4 separate regions of the Mus musculus genome follow, and all the other regions are linked to region 4. Evidence: chromatin contacts called from public Hi-C, HiChIP or PLAC-seq and promoter capture Hi-C data. All regions are on one chromosome and are shown on one strand. The core of a region is the stretch at or near the end of the contact, and the rest is flanking DNA. Distances in the headings are between cores, read along the strand shown. Region 1 has its middle 52 kb from the start of Gm46017. Region 2 overlaps Sv2b (synaptic vesicle glycoprotein 2 b). Region 3 overlaps 1500012K07Rik (RIKEN cDNA 1500012K07 gene). Region 4 overlaps Sv2b (synaptic vesicle glycoprotein 2 b).

What was found. Hi-C and Micro-C count contacts between places; a contact is called where the count stands out from the background. HiChIP or PLAC-seq counts read pairs in DNA pulled down with a chosen protein or histone mark. Capture Hi-C pulls out chosen DNA fragments and counts their contacts.
Region 1: a promoter capture Hi-C map of adipose tissue shows a contact between it and region 4. The contact joins two enhancer-like sites. A contact is called at or near these places in 1 of 39 promoter capture datasets (pre-B cells), 2 of 15 datasets of contacts at CTCF or cohesin (CD8 T cells and the NIH/3T3 cell line), 31 of 484 Hi-C or Micro-C datasets (B cells, the CH12 cell line, the HL-1 cell line and 22 more), 22 of 115 datasets of contacts at active chromatin or transcription factors (the 230-238 cell line, CD8 T cells, DN3 thymocytes and 18 more) and 3 of 9 other capture datasets (adipose tissue, liver and pancreatic islet).
Region 2: a Hi-C map of cerebral cortex shows a contact between it and region 4, with 2.3 times the contacts expected there. The contact joins two enhancer-like sites. A contact is called at or near these places in 2 of 15 datasets of contacts at CTCF or cohesin (large pre-B cells and pro-B cells), 10 of 484 Hi-C or Micro-C datasets (the C10 cell line, the C2C12 cell line, cerebellum and 6 more), 5 of 115 datasets of contacts at active chromatin or transcription factors (the 230-238 cell line, embryonic basal ganglia, embryonic stem cells and 2 more) and 3 of 9 other capture datasets (adipose tissue, embryonic stem cells and liver).
Region 3: an H3K4me3 HiChIP or PLAC-seq map of forebrain shows a contact between it and region 4, with 7 times the contacts expected there. The contact joins two enhancer-like sites. A contact is called at or near these places in 10 of 39 promoter capture datasets (the 3T3-L1 cell line, 3T3-L1-derived adipocytes, the HPC-7 cell line and 6 more), 1 of 15 datasets of contacts at CTCF or cohesin (large pre-B cells), 17 of 484 Hi-C or Micro-C datasets (the C10 cell line, the HPC-7 cell line, Th2 cells and 13 more), 7 of 115 datasets of contacts at active chromatin or transcription factors (T-cell acute lymphoblastic leukemia, embryonic basal ganglia, embryonic limb bud and 4 more) and 5 of 9 other capture datasets (adipose tissue, embryonic stem cells, liver and 2 more).

What each region holds. Positions count from the first base shown.
Region 1 is chr7:75,383,429-75,386,612 of GRCm38.p6, reverse strand. No RefSeq gene overlaps it. Among named protein-coding and RNA genes, the nearest start is that of Gm46017, 52 kb to the left of the region's middle. Within about 2 kb of position 1,847, at least 93 of the 459 cell types and tissues checked have an H3K27ac peak or open chromatin away from gene starts, as enhancers often do. A contact at or near this core is called in DN3 thymocytes, adipose tissue and muscle stem cells, where this site is marked.
Region 2 is chr7:75,280,849-75,283,992 of GRCm38.p6, reverse strand. The region is part of intron 1 of Sv2b (synaptic vesicle glycoprotein 2 b); the gene reads left to right. Among named protein-coding and RNA genes, the nearest start is that of 1500012K07Rik, 26 kb to the left of the region's middle. Within about 2 kb of position 1,547, at least 13 of the 459 cell types and tissues checked have an H3K27ac peak or open chromatin away from gene starts, as enhancers often do. A contact at or near this core is called in cerebellum and cerebral cortex, where this site is marked.
Region 3 is chr7:75,328,037-75,331,483 of GRCm38.p6, reverse strand. 1500012K07Rik (RIKEN cDNA 1500012K07 gene) reads right to left here. Exons shown (of 3, transcript NR_045814.1): 3 at 65-2,079. Among named protein-coding and RNA genes, the nearest start is that of Sv2b, 20 kb to the right of the region's middle. Within about 2 kb of position 1,648, at least 34 of the 459 cell types and tissues checked have an H3K27ac peak or open chromatin away from gene starts, as enhancers often do. A contact at or near this core is called in embryonic basal ganglia and forebrain, where this site is marked.
Region 4 is chr7:75,140,905-75,144,144 of GRCm38.p6, reverse strand. Sv2b (synaptic vesicle glycoprotein 2 b) reads left to right here. Exons shown (of 13, transcript NM_153579.4): 7 at 3,056-3,166. Among named protein-coding and RNA genes, the nearest start is that of 4930533N22Rik, 110 kb to the right of the region's middle. Within about 2 kb of position 1,759, at least 74 of the 459 cell types and tissues checked have an H3K27ac peak or open chromatin away from gene starts, as enhancers often do. A contact at or near this core is called in DN3 thymocytes, adipose tissue, cerebellum and 4 more, where this site is marked.

The DNA of each region.
Region 1 (3,184 bases), core at 598-3,097, 240 kb before region 4:
TCCTTTTTCCACATCTCAGTTGCTGGCATCACAGACGCATGTGGTAAAATTAGCTCTCTGGGATCAACCTGAAATCACTGATCTGTTGTATGGATGGTATATATGGTATATATGTTGTGTTTAGGTATCTTTGCAGGTTTGCAGGCCCTATGTGAGCAAGTAGAGGCCAGAAGTCAATATCAGATGCCTTCCTCTATTGCTTTTCACCCTTTAACAAGTATTTATTTTTATGCATGTGTGTGTGTGTGTGTGTGTGTGCTGGAAGCTAGAAGATCTTAGATCATGGTTGTGAACTGTCCGACATGGGTCCTGGGAACTAAAGTCAGGGTCTTTGGAAGAGCATGAGTTTTTCTTATTTGCTGATCCATCTCTTTAGCCCTGTCATCTTGTATTTTGAAAAAAGGTCTCTCAATGATCCCAGAGTTTAACATGTCAGCTAGATTAGCGGCAATAAGCCTCTAGGAACTCTCCGTTGCTGCCAGTGCTGGGGTTATAGGCATGTACTGCTTCCCCTGGCTTCTCTGAGTCTTAGATATTCCAAGTCAGATCCTCATGTGTGTGCATTGGGAAGTTTACTTTTCAAATACCATAATGTTTGAAAGGATAGGTTATACATCTTATTTATGACATCAGTCATTATTTTCTGACCTATATGCATTTTGTATATTTCAATACTGATGAAAATGTGCTTTAAGAAGTCCAGGTTTCTTATTTAAACCAGGAAGTGTTTTTTAAAAAAAATTATTATTGTTGTTATTATTGCTACTAGTATTTTGAGGCAAGTTCTTGTTCTGTAGCCCAGGCTGGCCTCAAACTCACTATGTAGCCCAGGCTGGTCTTGGCCTCACTCAGCCTTCTGAATGTAGAGATGGCAGATGTGTTTCCAACAATAAAGTCCTCATGTCTCTCTGTTTTTTGGTGCTAGGGATCAATCCCAGGCTTTGTCCATGTTAGGCAAGTGCTTTAGCATGGACAGCTTAGCCAGAGAGATCTACCTCCAATAGATTTACTCATGTTAGATTTTGGAGTATACTTTAATCAGACTTGGAGCCCTCAACTGGACTTATTGAAAACTCAGGTAAAGTTTTCATAAAGTTGACACAGTCACTTTCCTTACTGAAGACATTTCTAGTACAATACTTGGAAAAAGAATGTGTTTTTAGGTCTAGGAGTTTGTTCCAAAGTTTCTCTCTTATTAAAGACACTCCTATGGCGGGCAGTAGTGGCCCACACCTTTAATCTCAGCACTCAGGAGGCAGAGGCAGGTGGATGTTTGTGAGCTGGAAGCCAACCTGGTCTACAGAGTGAGTTCCAAGCCAGCCAGAGCTACACAGAGCAACCCTGTTTGTAAAAACAAACAAGCGACACTCTTGTGACTTCGTTCTGGGTATATACGGAGTATTATTCCTTCTCATTGTGGAGAGGCAAGATCTACTTTGGAGCTGCATTCTTGCTTTTTCATAATCCTGACTCCACCCTTTACTGGCTGTGTGACTCTGTCAGCCATTCTGAGCTTCTCTGTGCTTCCATTTCCTCATCTGTGCAAGCCTCCTACAGCCCACAGCCTGCCCAAACTGAGGACAGTGCCTGGCACACAGTAAGCCTTTTATGACAATGTGCCACCATTGTTATTTTAAAAGCTCTCAGAGCACATAACCATAGGCCTGTTTTACCTCCGGCTTAGATGAAGCTCAAAGGGCAGAGGGCAGATGCCCAAAGCTAAGCAGCTTATTTAAAGTAGAGTAGAAATAGATGAGAGAAAGCCAAAGCGCTTTTCTCTTTAGATAGTTATCAAACCACGCTTCACTGCAGACTCTGGGCTTGGGTATGGCCCGAGATCAAAGGCCCTCTTATGTGCAGTGACATTTCTGAGCACAGGGCTGAGTTATAAAACTCTTGAATGGAGGGCTTTGGCACTTGGAACACAGCTCGAGATGGAAGGGCAGGGTTTTTATGGAGGCGATTCACGGAACTGCTTATGCTGGTGGAGATGCTTATGCTGGCGGAGAATCCAGACCGTTGTGACTCATTTGTCTTTTTATTGCTCTGGACCAAGAGCTGTTGTTTCCTTTTAAGTCCCTCTGTGGAGCTGAGCTCCAGCTAAGTCCAGGATAACTCTTTCAGGAAGACAGCGTGGCCTCAGTGAATATGAACAGGAATAGTGTGCTGTGGGGGCCCAGGGTCAAGTTTACCAGACAAGCACAGTGAGGACTTTTTTATTTTTAAACCAGGGGACACATTTTTGTTTGGAAACCAGAACATCCTTTCAGCCTTTAGCTCTGTACAAGCTTGCCTTTCCTTCTCTTTGCCACTTTCCCTCTCTGAATTGGATTGTGCTGCAAAGAGAAAGGGGGAACGAGTATGTCTAGGCTGTCACAATGGAAGCAGGGGGAACAGAAGACGTCATTTGGAGTTCAGTTTGCTTGAGGTCCTGGTCGGTCTCCTGGAAGAAACTGTTAGGAGAACTTTTGGACTGGAGAGTGAAGCCCAATAAGATAGGCAGGCTTCTGAGAGTTTCTAGTGCACCCCAACTCCTGGTACTGAATCCTTTGTGTAATCTCCTTCCTTTGTCTCTGAGTTAGAACTCCATGATCTACTTCTCTTATATTTTTGGTTGTGAGCCTAGCCTTTAACGGCTGAGCCATCTCCAGCCCCATGATCTACTTCTCATGAAAAGTATGGGACAATAGTAATGGGATATTCGTTCAGTGTTTAGGTCATAAAAGGCTGTGATATCTTTTTTTCCCCTTGAGATTTATTTACTTTTTATATGTGTGAGTACACTGTCACTGTCTTCAGACACACCAGAAGAGGGCATCAGATCCCATTACAGATGGTTGTGAGCCACCATGTGGTTGCTGGGAATTGAACTTAGGACCTCTGGAAGAGCAGTCAATGTTCTTAACCGCTGAGCCACAAAGGTTGTGATTTCTATCTTGTTGAATATCCTCTTGTCACCACAGTCTTACTTTTACTCTTGCCTGTGCATTTTGGTGTGCTCTGATGACAGTAGCGCCATGATGAAAAAGGCTTGTTGGCAAGGAATCATGATGGCTTCTGGTCAACATATAGGGAAGCCCTGTGGCCTTCAACCCATCAGCATTTAGGTCCTGAATCCTGTCAGCAACTGTGGTGATGAGTTTAGAAGGGCATTCACCCTGTCCAAGTTGGACTTTGAGTTGGT
Region 2 (3,144 bases), core at 298-2,797, 140 kb before region 4:
ATAAGAAGCAAACAAAAATGCTAGGCACCATGACCAAATGGCACTTGTTCCAGAATTGAAAAATTGGCTTAATACTGAAAAGTCAATTGAAGTGATAGAACACATGGGCAGAATGAATAATAAAGAAGCCCACATGATCGACTCAATCAATATAAAAAACCATTTGGTTGGCTGAATTCAAGAATGTTTTATGTTGAAAATATGGACGTCTAGGATAGTAGTTCATCAATCTATTGAAGGGAGTCTGTGATGAAGCCACAGAGAATGCAGTGCAGCTGGTGTTGAAAGACTGAATGTTCTTCCTTTGAGATCAGGATCAAGACAAGTGTCTGCCAACTGTACTTCAATTCAATACTGCAGGGCACATAACATGGACTTTGAACTCAAAGAACTGAGACTCAGATGCTAGTTCTGTCAAGCCATGTGGTTTTGTCCAATTCACTTAACCTCCCTGAGCTTTGTCCAGATAGGTGTTTTCCTTCAAGCAATGAGATCATGACTTTGTCTCTATTGGAGAGTTTATGTGAGGACTGTATGAATGCCAGGCTTCCAGTGCTGAGCTGGGCATGTGGCAAGTACTCAAACTTTCTCTCTCCTGTTTTCCATGGTATTCCCTTCTTCTTAAAAGAGAAAGATTTGGATGAGCCATGGGAAGGAGGGAGAAAGGTGAACCGAAACATTTCTAAGATATTCTGATTAAAGAACAGAGAGGGTGGTCTGGAATATAGACTGGCAGAATCTTTTGTGCAGTGTTCCAGAGCCAGATTGTTTTGTCGTGCCCTTGGTGTGAGTATGCCAAGAGAGCATCCTGTTCTCCACACCCACGCACCAACAGCACTTCCTCTGAGGCTGGCTCAGCCCAGAAGCTGATTAGAAAGCAGGCTCTCCACCTTCCCATGATTCTGTTCTTTTTGGAAAGGAGTACCCAAGGCTCATCCCACTGAGGGGTTTATGTGTAAGGATCTGAGAAGACAGGAGTGGAAATAGATGGAGAGGGAGCAGTGAGGCATTTGATATAGCTGTTCTTCAGGGCTCTAACATGCTGTCTCCATAGGCGGAGCTCAGGTACAACCTGTGTATATTAGAGCATAGAAAGTCACAAGAGCTTACCAGGATGTGTGTTTTGACTCTGCAAAGTTGTCAGGCTCAGCACTAGGTCTCTGAGCTTTTCGTTTCTTCAATATAAATATTAAAGTGGGACACATTTTATGGACTGCTGAGAGACTCAGGAGAAGATGGTAAATTATGGGACTTGGTGCTCTGTGGAGAAAAATGTCCTGAGGTATATGAGCCCACCCCGCTGGAAGAACGAAGGCACACCCATGAGAATTCTTGTCTATGTTAGGTTCAACATCCCACCCAGTGTGTGTGTGTGTTGGGGGGGGGCTCAAATCAAATCTAGGATTGTTTACACCCTCTGGGGATGAATCTCATCACCAGCCTCACCCAACTGTCTGATGGAGATTCCCACCCTTTCCCAGGAACAATGTCTGTTTCTTCCACAGTGAGTCACCCCGAGGCTGTTCTTGGAGAAAGTAGGATTCGAGAGCAGGGGATGTGTCAGAATTCGAAGGCTGTTCTGCTCTTTCCTTTAAAATTGACTTCACAGCTCATAACAGTGAGCTTTCTGCAAGTCTGAGAAAGCACACTGATCAGTAGCCTGCTTCTGCTGGAAGCTGGGAACCCTGCATTGCTGTATACAAGCTTCCTGTCCTGCCAATGGGCAGCTCACCAATGGGAAAAATTATGCCAGCCCTCATGTGCATATATAAGATCCCTGGGATCAAGTTATTTCAATATGTGTTCAGCATGCTCTGGAGTCAGTGTATGGCATGGAGGGCATCCACAAAGATGTCTGTCTCCTAAGATAGGCTGGGATAAAAATGTGCCAGAGAGACAAGCCAAGGGCTGGACTATGTTGAAAAAGACAAAAAAAATTCAGCTGTCTGGAGTTGGAACTAGGGAGGAAGGAGCTGTGAGGCTGAACCAAGGGAGGTGGTAGACCCAGCAAAAAGGTGGGTGAGAAAAGCTCAAACTTGGGCTTGGCCTGATTGCATGGGCGTGGCTGCAAAGATGGACAGCAGTAAAGTAGAGGCAATGGAGACCTAGAGGTAGAGCATGATGGGCCAGCACAGACCCATCATGCTCCCGGGGACAGAGGACAGCATGAGGAAGTTGGTAAGGGTGTAAAGCTACTAAAGGATATTTTGGAAGCTATTGACTTGGTCCCATGTGGTCTATGGACGGAAGTAGTAAGACTTCACGGTTTGGGGTCCACATCCTGGAGTCAGTTAGCCTTGTCACTGTAGCATAGGAGTGTCCTTCCTCAGCCTCTGCTTCCTTACCTATGAAATAGAGGGACAAGTGGGAGCTTAGAGAGGGTTGAGTCGGGGTGGTAAAGAGCTTTTCTTTTCTTTCTTTCTTTCTTTCTTTCTTTCTTTCTTTCTTTCTTTCTTTCTTTCTTTCTTTCTTTCTTTCTTTCTTTCTTCTGTCTTAGTGCTTGATGGGTTCGGCAAAGGGAGCTCAAACTAACAACTTAACTTTAAGGGGATGCCTATGGTGAGGGCAGGGTGGATAGGTTGGAAGGAAAGGTGCTGCAGACCTGGACCATGTGGGCAGCATCCGCCACAGTGTAGATAAGCCTGGCTGTGGTCCAAAGCTGAGTAGCAGTATGGGAAGAAGGAGGGTCAACCATGACTAATGCTAGTGCCATGGAAGGGTTAGAAGTTGGCAAGCATGGGCAAGAGGTTGAAGAAAGCAACAGGACCGAGCCAGCTGAAGATCCCAGGCAAGCACAGCAGGGAGGATGGGTAAGGAATTGCACATTGGGATTTCATGGGCCCAGTGGGCACCTGAATGACGCCTGCTGTAAATCCACAAGTGTGATCAAGGTGCAAGCCATAGGCATGGCTAGAGCTGAAGGTCTGGCTGAAATCATCCAGAGAGACAGCAGAAGCAGAGAAGAGAAGTGTCATGCACAGAACAATGGAGGACAAAGGCCGAAAGAAGCACGCAGAAGAGGAGACCCAGGGGAGCGCTGAGAGACAGCTTAAGGAAAGAAGGGAGTCTGTATTCTGCCTCATAGTTCAGGGGAAACAGCCCGTGATGGTGGGGAAGGCAGAATAGTGGCTTAGGACTCAAGAG
Region 3 (3,447 bases), core at 399-2,898, 190 kb before region 4:
GGTTGATCAGGGCTTGCTTGAGTATTGTATTTGGTGGACAAAAAAGAGACATTCAGTTTTGTTTATATGTGATTTTATTTTCATGTTACACACTGTCATTGGAAACAGATACTGATGTAGACTGCATCTCTATGGCAGAATATGCTTATTGCAGAAAACTTGAAAAAGTATGTCTAAAGAATCTTCCATCCCTCCATACTGAAATAAAAGTTGTAATGATTGTTAATGGAGTGTCTCTCTTTCTGATATTTACCATGCACAAATATTTATGTGGCAGGAGGCAAGTCTGATTACCATTGTTATGGTACTTTTCCCATTGTATTCCCTGGCCCTCAGTCCATGTCATTCCTTACCAAATTTCCATTCTATTGCTTTTCAAATGCTCAACACTGTTCTTTGAAACCTAACAGAGATGTGTTCTCAAGCTTTGGATATGAATAGTTTGAAAACCCTCACCTCAAAGTGTCCAGTGCATACGCTTATGTGCGTTAAACAAGATGATGAAGAAGAAAAAAGGATGGAAGCGTTCCCCTGCCAGAGAAGATGAAGAAGCTCCAGATGGGACTGGAGAATTGGATTAGTGGCTAAGAGTACATATTGCCAGGTGTGGTGGTGCACACCTATAATCCCAGCACTTGAGAAGCAGAGGCAGGAGGATCTCTGAGTTCAAGCCCAGCCTGATCTATATATCAAGTTCCAGGACAGCCAGGTCTACATAAGAGAGACCCTGTTTCAACAAAACAAAACAAAAACCAAAGCAAAACAATTAAAAAGAATACATATTGCATTCAGAAGATATGAGTTCAGTCCCTAGCACCCACATGAGATGACTTATAACTGCCTATAACTCCATCACTAGGGGATTCAATACTCTCTTCTTGATTCCATGGGCATCATCACTCAATGTGCACAAACCCACACAGGGCACAAACATAGCACATAAATGACAAAGGATAAAAATAAGCCAGGCCTGGTAGCGCATGCTTTAATCCCATCCTGGCACTTGGGAGGCAGGAGCAGGTAGATCTGAGTTTGAAGCCAGCCTGGTGTATATACAGAGTTTCAGGCCAATTAGGACTACACAGTAATGAGATCCTTTATAATAATAATAATAACAATTCTTTGAAATAAAATTGTTTTTATATTTACTTATTTTATATGTATGAGTGTTTTGTCTGCATGTATGTCTATGTATCTTGTATGTGCCTAGTGCACATGGAGATCAGAAGAGGGCATTAAATCTTCTGCACCTGGAGTTACAGATGGTTGTGAGCCATCTTGTGGGTTGCAAGAGCAACAAGTGATCTTAAGCGGTGAATCATCTCTCCATCCTCCAAAAAAAAAAAAAAAAGATATTTCAGCTAGGGTGTACATAGAACCTGTACAAAGGAATAGGCTAGTGACTGTGGGCAGAATCACAGGGCTTAGCAAGGAAGACTGAGCAAAGCTGCTGCCTGGGCCTTACTCCAGTGAGCATCATCTGCCAGCTACGAGGATGGAACTGGGTCAGGATGAACCCAGAGACCACTGGCCTTCTGTGTGTGTTTGAATTTCTAGTGCCACAGAATAAAGCCAATAGTTCCCTTCCTCCCATGCCGTGGAAACACCCACAGAGATCAGCCAGCGGGTCTTTGGCACATGGACCAATTCTCTCATTGGCCATCTGTTCTCTGAGACTCTGCTAGTCTGTCTGGATGACTTTGTGTGGTCAGTGTTACTCTTCAAACATTTGCAAGCCTATCTGACCCCTGGAAGGGCAGTAGAGAGGCTACATTGAAATCCTATGCTCCAGACTTTGGAGGAATTGTATAAAATCAGTTCCTTGAAGCATGAAACTCTCATCTTCATCTGCATATTGGAGTTACTCTGTAGACTCAGGTCGGAGGCTGTGTTTTCTCATATACATTCTCCTCTCCATTAAATCATCTTCCAGAAAGTGATTTCACACTTTAAAGTGTCTCGTCACATGCAGCTATACGCCACTATTGACTTCAAAACTCCCCTCATGTTGAACATTAAAGTGATTTCCAGTGTTTTGCTGCTACTGCCAATGAGAAATGGTCCCGAGTCTTTTTGTCTCTAAATTAAAAAAAAAAACAATATATGACAATCAATCACAAGATAATTACTGTAAACATTATTGTCTGGCTTTTGGGTTAATTTTCTAGGCTTATTAGCAGTCTTTAAGCAGCTGAGGCCCCAGCTGCATTGCAGATGGGCAAAGCCTGCAGAGACCAAATGGACACAACACCCTGGCTAAGAGAAGAAAGGCAGGTGCAGGAGTTATGAGATCTCCATGGAAACGTGATTCCTGGCTAGATACACATCTTGGTTTCTCACTCCCTGTCTGTGAATGTGTGGTGCCTGGAGTATATAAAATAAGCTCCTGCTTTGAGCTTGGCTGTTTCTAAGTAGATTCCTCAGCTGTTAGTAGCCTTCGTCCTCTTGCGTTTCTGATGGCAAGTTGGTTCTGAGTTGTCTTCACATATGAAAAGCATAGAAGACTAATGGCTTTGTTGCAAACACTTGGAGAATGCTGGTCCCTTGCAAGTCAATAAGTGTTGAATTATGCATGACAGCATCACCAAGTTACATTTATTATTAAGCTCTGGGTTATAGTGGCCAGGGGATTGGGAGAGCAACCCAAGAAAGACACCAGCCAGGAAGAGTCACAGTCCCTTTGCTGCAGATTGTTACAGCAGAACAAATTTAGTTTGTGCCAGAGAGCAGAAGTGTGTCATTCCTCCAACATTTCCTGACTTGGAAGTACGAGTCACTCTGAATTTTCCTCTACATGGTCACTCTGAGTTTTCCTCCTCATTCATGTTTGAGAGAACTGGTAAATTTCAATGCATTTTGTATTTCTGCGTGACTAGAAGGAACACATACCTATTCTAATAAAACTGGAAGGTGTAAAAGATTTAAGTAAAATTTTCTTCCACTTAAGTAAATATTATGGGACAGTGAGTTGGCTCAGCAGGTAAAGATGCTTGCCTCCAGATGACCTGAATTTGATCCCTGGGACACACATAGTGGAAGGAGAGAACCAACTCCCACAGCTGCCCTTTGGCCTCCACATACATGGTGGGGGATGATTTCTGCAAGGTGGCTTGATGTAAGCTGAGCCTTTAAGGTGACATCAAATATTTTTAGTTCAGTAACACACACACACACACACACACACACACACACACACACACCATCATCATCTGTGTTGAGGTTACAAAGATAGAAAGCTAAAATAGGACAGAGATAGCTTTTGGCTGAAGGAGCATAAGCCTATCTAAAAACCTGGGCAACCAATTTATATCCACAGTAAAAGCTGATAAGTGCTATGGTGTAACCTGTACACATGGTATACTTATGATTAAATATTTGGAAGGCTAGAGGGGAATCACTTTATCCAGCTAGGGCGGTTTCCTTACATGATGACAATTGAGCTAAAAT
Region 4 (3,240 bases), core at 510-3,009:
CACTCTCTCTCTTCTCTCTCCCTCCCTCTCTCCCTCCCTCCCCCTCTCTCTCTCTCTCTCTCTCCCTCTCTCTCTCTCTCTCTCTCTCTCTCTCTCTCTCTCTCTCTCACACACACACACACACACACACACACACACTGATGGACCGTGATGCACAGGAAGGCTACAGTTGCAGAAGCCAGGCATTAGAGCAGACTCCCTGCCCACTGCCATCATCCCTGCAGCCCTCTCCTTCCTTGTTCCACAGCCTGGGCAAGTTCGAGCTCTGGGTTCCTCCTGGGAGGTGTGTCCCATCTCTCTTCCTCCAGCCTCAGGTGCAATGGCTTTTGAACCATATCAGTCTGGCATAGAACACAAATCAAGACACCCACCCACCACTTGCAGCAAGCATTTGTGAACTTGGTGGAGTTACTGAAAAGCTGATGATAATGGAAATGATTTCAGAGTGCATAGCTTGGCCCTTTCTCCCTTCCAGACCTTTCCCTCTTTCGAAACCTCTTTTTGTGCACGGATGTCCTTCTCCACACCATGTCAGAATGTGACAAAACATGTGCATGTGCACATGTGCATGCCTGCATGCAGCCTTGATTTCTTGGGAATACACTCACTGGGTTCTCAGCTTACGCTTGGTCACCTTTCACACATACGCTACTCCCAGAGCAACTGGGCTGTGACTTCTTTAAGGAATACTTCTGGAAACCTGGCTCGGCTTCTGAGACTGGCTGTCCTTGGTAGAAAAGTGATCCCACATTCTCACTTGGCCAAGTGCAAAGAGATAAGATCCAGCACATTACAATTAGGCTTTTATCTGAACAGAAAGTGGTTTGCTGGTCTGCAGCTCCTACCCAGAGGTGGCTGGGATTCCACTGTTGGGTATTCAGGGGAAAGCTTCCTCAGGGTGAGCTCTGGCAGTCAGCTAGTTCATATTCTTTAAGGAAGTTTGAGGTGATACAACCAACAAGCACCCCAACTTCTAAAGGCAAAAGCTAAGCTGTTTACTTCAGGACCTTCATGTTAGGGATGGGAGCACACTGGGAAGGAAGCCCATGGAGATCAGAGTGCAAGGGGCCTCTCAGACTCTGGGATTTTCTTACCCTATTGTGTATGCCACTCCCTAGATCTTAGGGTGTCACATCTGCTTTGAGTGACTTTCCCCCTTCTTCTTCTTCTTCTTCTTCTTTTTTAACCTAATAGGAAAGAGGAACTAAAAGGTTATAGGTTCGATGTTCCAAACTGACTTGTTGATCATGAGCTATGCTGAAGTGGAAAACGGGGTAGTCCAGGAATTAGGGGAAAGGGGAGCAGGGAAGGGGGAGGCAGGGGAAGAAGAGGTAGGAAAGAGAGAGGGAAGGAAGAAGAGAATGGGGAGAAAGGAAGTGAAGGAGGAAGGTAGAGAGGGAGAAAGTGCAGGAGAGGGGAAAGTGGAAGGAAGAAAGAGAAAGGGGAAGCGAAGGATAAGGTGGAAAGAAAGGGAAGGGAAGGGAAGGAAGTAAAAACACCAGGATGGAGGAACTGAAAGTTGACCGACCTCAGAGAGCTGGGCTGACATCGGAGGTCAGCAGGGGCTTGCATACTCTACTCAGTCCACCTGGGCAGAGCCACAAGCTGGTTCTTGTGTGTCCCCTTAAGTAAAGCACTCCTAAATGTGCTTGCTCAGCCATAGAGGTCAGCCCTGAAGCTGTTCATCCCAGTGCTCACCTCTAGCTTGACTCAGGAGCTGCAGGCTTTTGAAGCTCTGAAATGCTCCTCCCACGCGCCTGGACAGCCACAGCTACAAGCTTTCCCTGCAGAGAAACCCTGGAGGGTCTGGGACTTGGAGCATTCTACAAGAACTTCGGCAGGGTAAACAGGAACACGGGCCATATGCTCTTCTCCGTGGCACCCAAGAAAGTGTTCTAATTAATTGTAAATTCGAGCAGTTGTGCTGGAAATCAACACGCCCACTCCCCAAAGCCCAGGAACAGAGCGTTATTTCCCCCAAGGAGCAAAGCAAAGAAAGTTTACACCACAGCGGCTGCTTTGGTGATTTGGAGCGTGCTTTATAAGGGGCTTTCAAATCTGCCATCATCCTTTCCATTTGGCCTCCGGTGGCAGTAGCTGACGCCCAGAGGAAAGACTATTTTCACAGACTGCGCAGCTGCAGCTGCAGCTGCAGCTGGCAGCAGGATCGGATTACAGATGTGACTGTCAGGCACCTGGCCATCCTGAAGATTATCTAGCCCCATCCGGGTTTCTCCTTGGCATCTTCACATTCACAGTTTATTGGCTGAAAGAAAGACATGGAGAACTTGGCTCTATTTTATCCTAATTCAAACACTTCGTTAGATGAACAATAGAATAGAACAATGCTCTTCTTCTGGTCCTGTGAATTTGGGGAGAGTGTCTGCTTTGTGGACCTGGCTAACTCAACTAGAGGAATTTGCACTCCTACAATTCAATGATTAGTTTAAAAACCACATTGACGTGAAAGTTGCTGTTATAGTGAGTGAGGGTTATTTACATTAGACTTTCCAGGCTTTTATAGTTTGAGAACACAGACCTATTTCACTTTATCTGTCGTCAGAACTCTCATTTATAGCAAGAAAATTGGGATGTCCAGGAAGCCATGTTTTCTCTCATTCTGTTGTGTTTTTAAAACATCTCAAGTAGCAATGTCCCTCCTCCGAGTTGTGGCTTTCCTGTATTCCAAACTGTCCTGATGTTCATACTCACTAGCTAATAGAAGTGTGGATTTTAATGCAGTAGCAGCTTTTGTCAGTCAACATATTATAAACCTGGTAACACATATTTCTCAATGGCTTGATTTCCTGAAAAGACTATAGTTCAAAATGAACTATAGTTCATTTTGCTTGCAGTCAGACATATCCACATGGGAAAGTTCACCGAGAGATGCCATGCAAATCTTCATTTAAAAAAAATCATAAAAATCAGAGGACTGTTAAACACTTTTAAAATTCTAGATAATTCAATAGAGCCAAATACATTAAACATTTAGAAGAAAAAAAAGTTGAAGATAAATAGTGCTGAGATAATCACATCCGTCCTTGTTTTCCAGGTTTCCCACATCAAAACTCCCAAGCAAATGGATGAATTCATTGAGATACAGAGCTCAACCGGAACTTGGTACCAGCGCTGGCTGGTCAGGTTCATGACCATTTTCAAACAGGTATGATCTGTGAGCACACTTTTGCAGCAAAGGCTGTTTCCACAGGAGTCTATTATTTCAGTGGGTGAAGAATA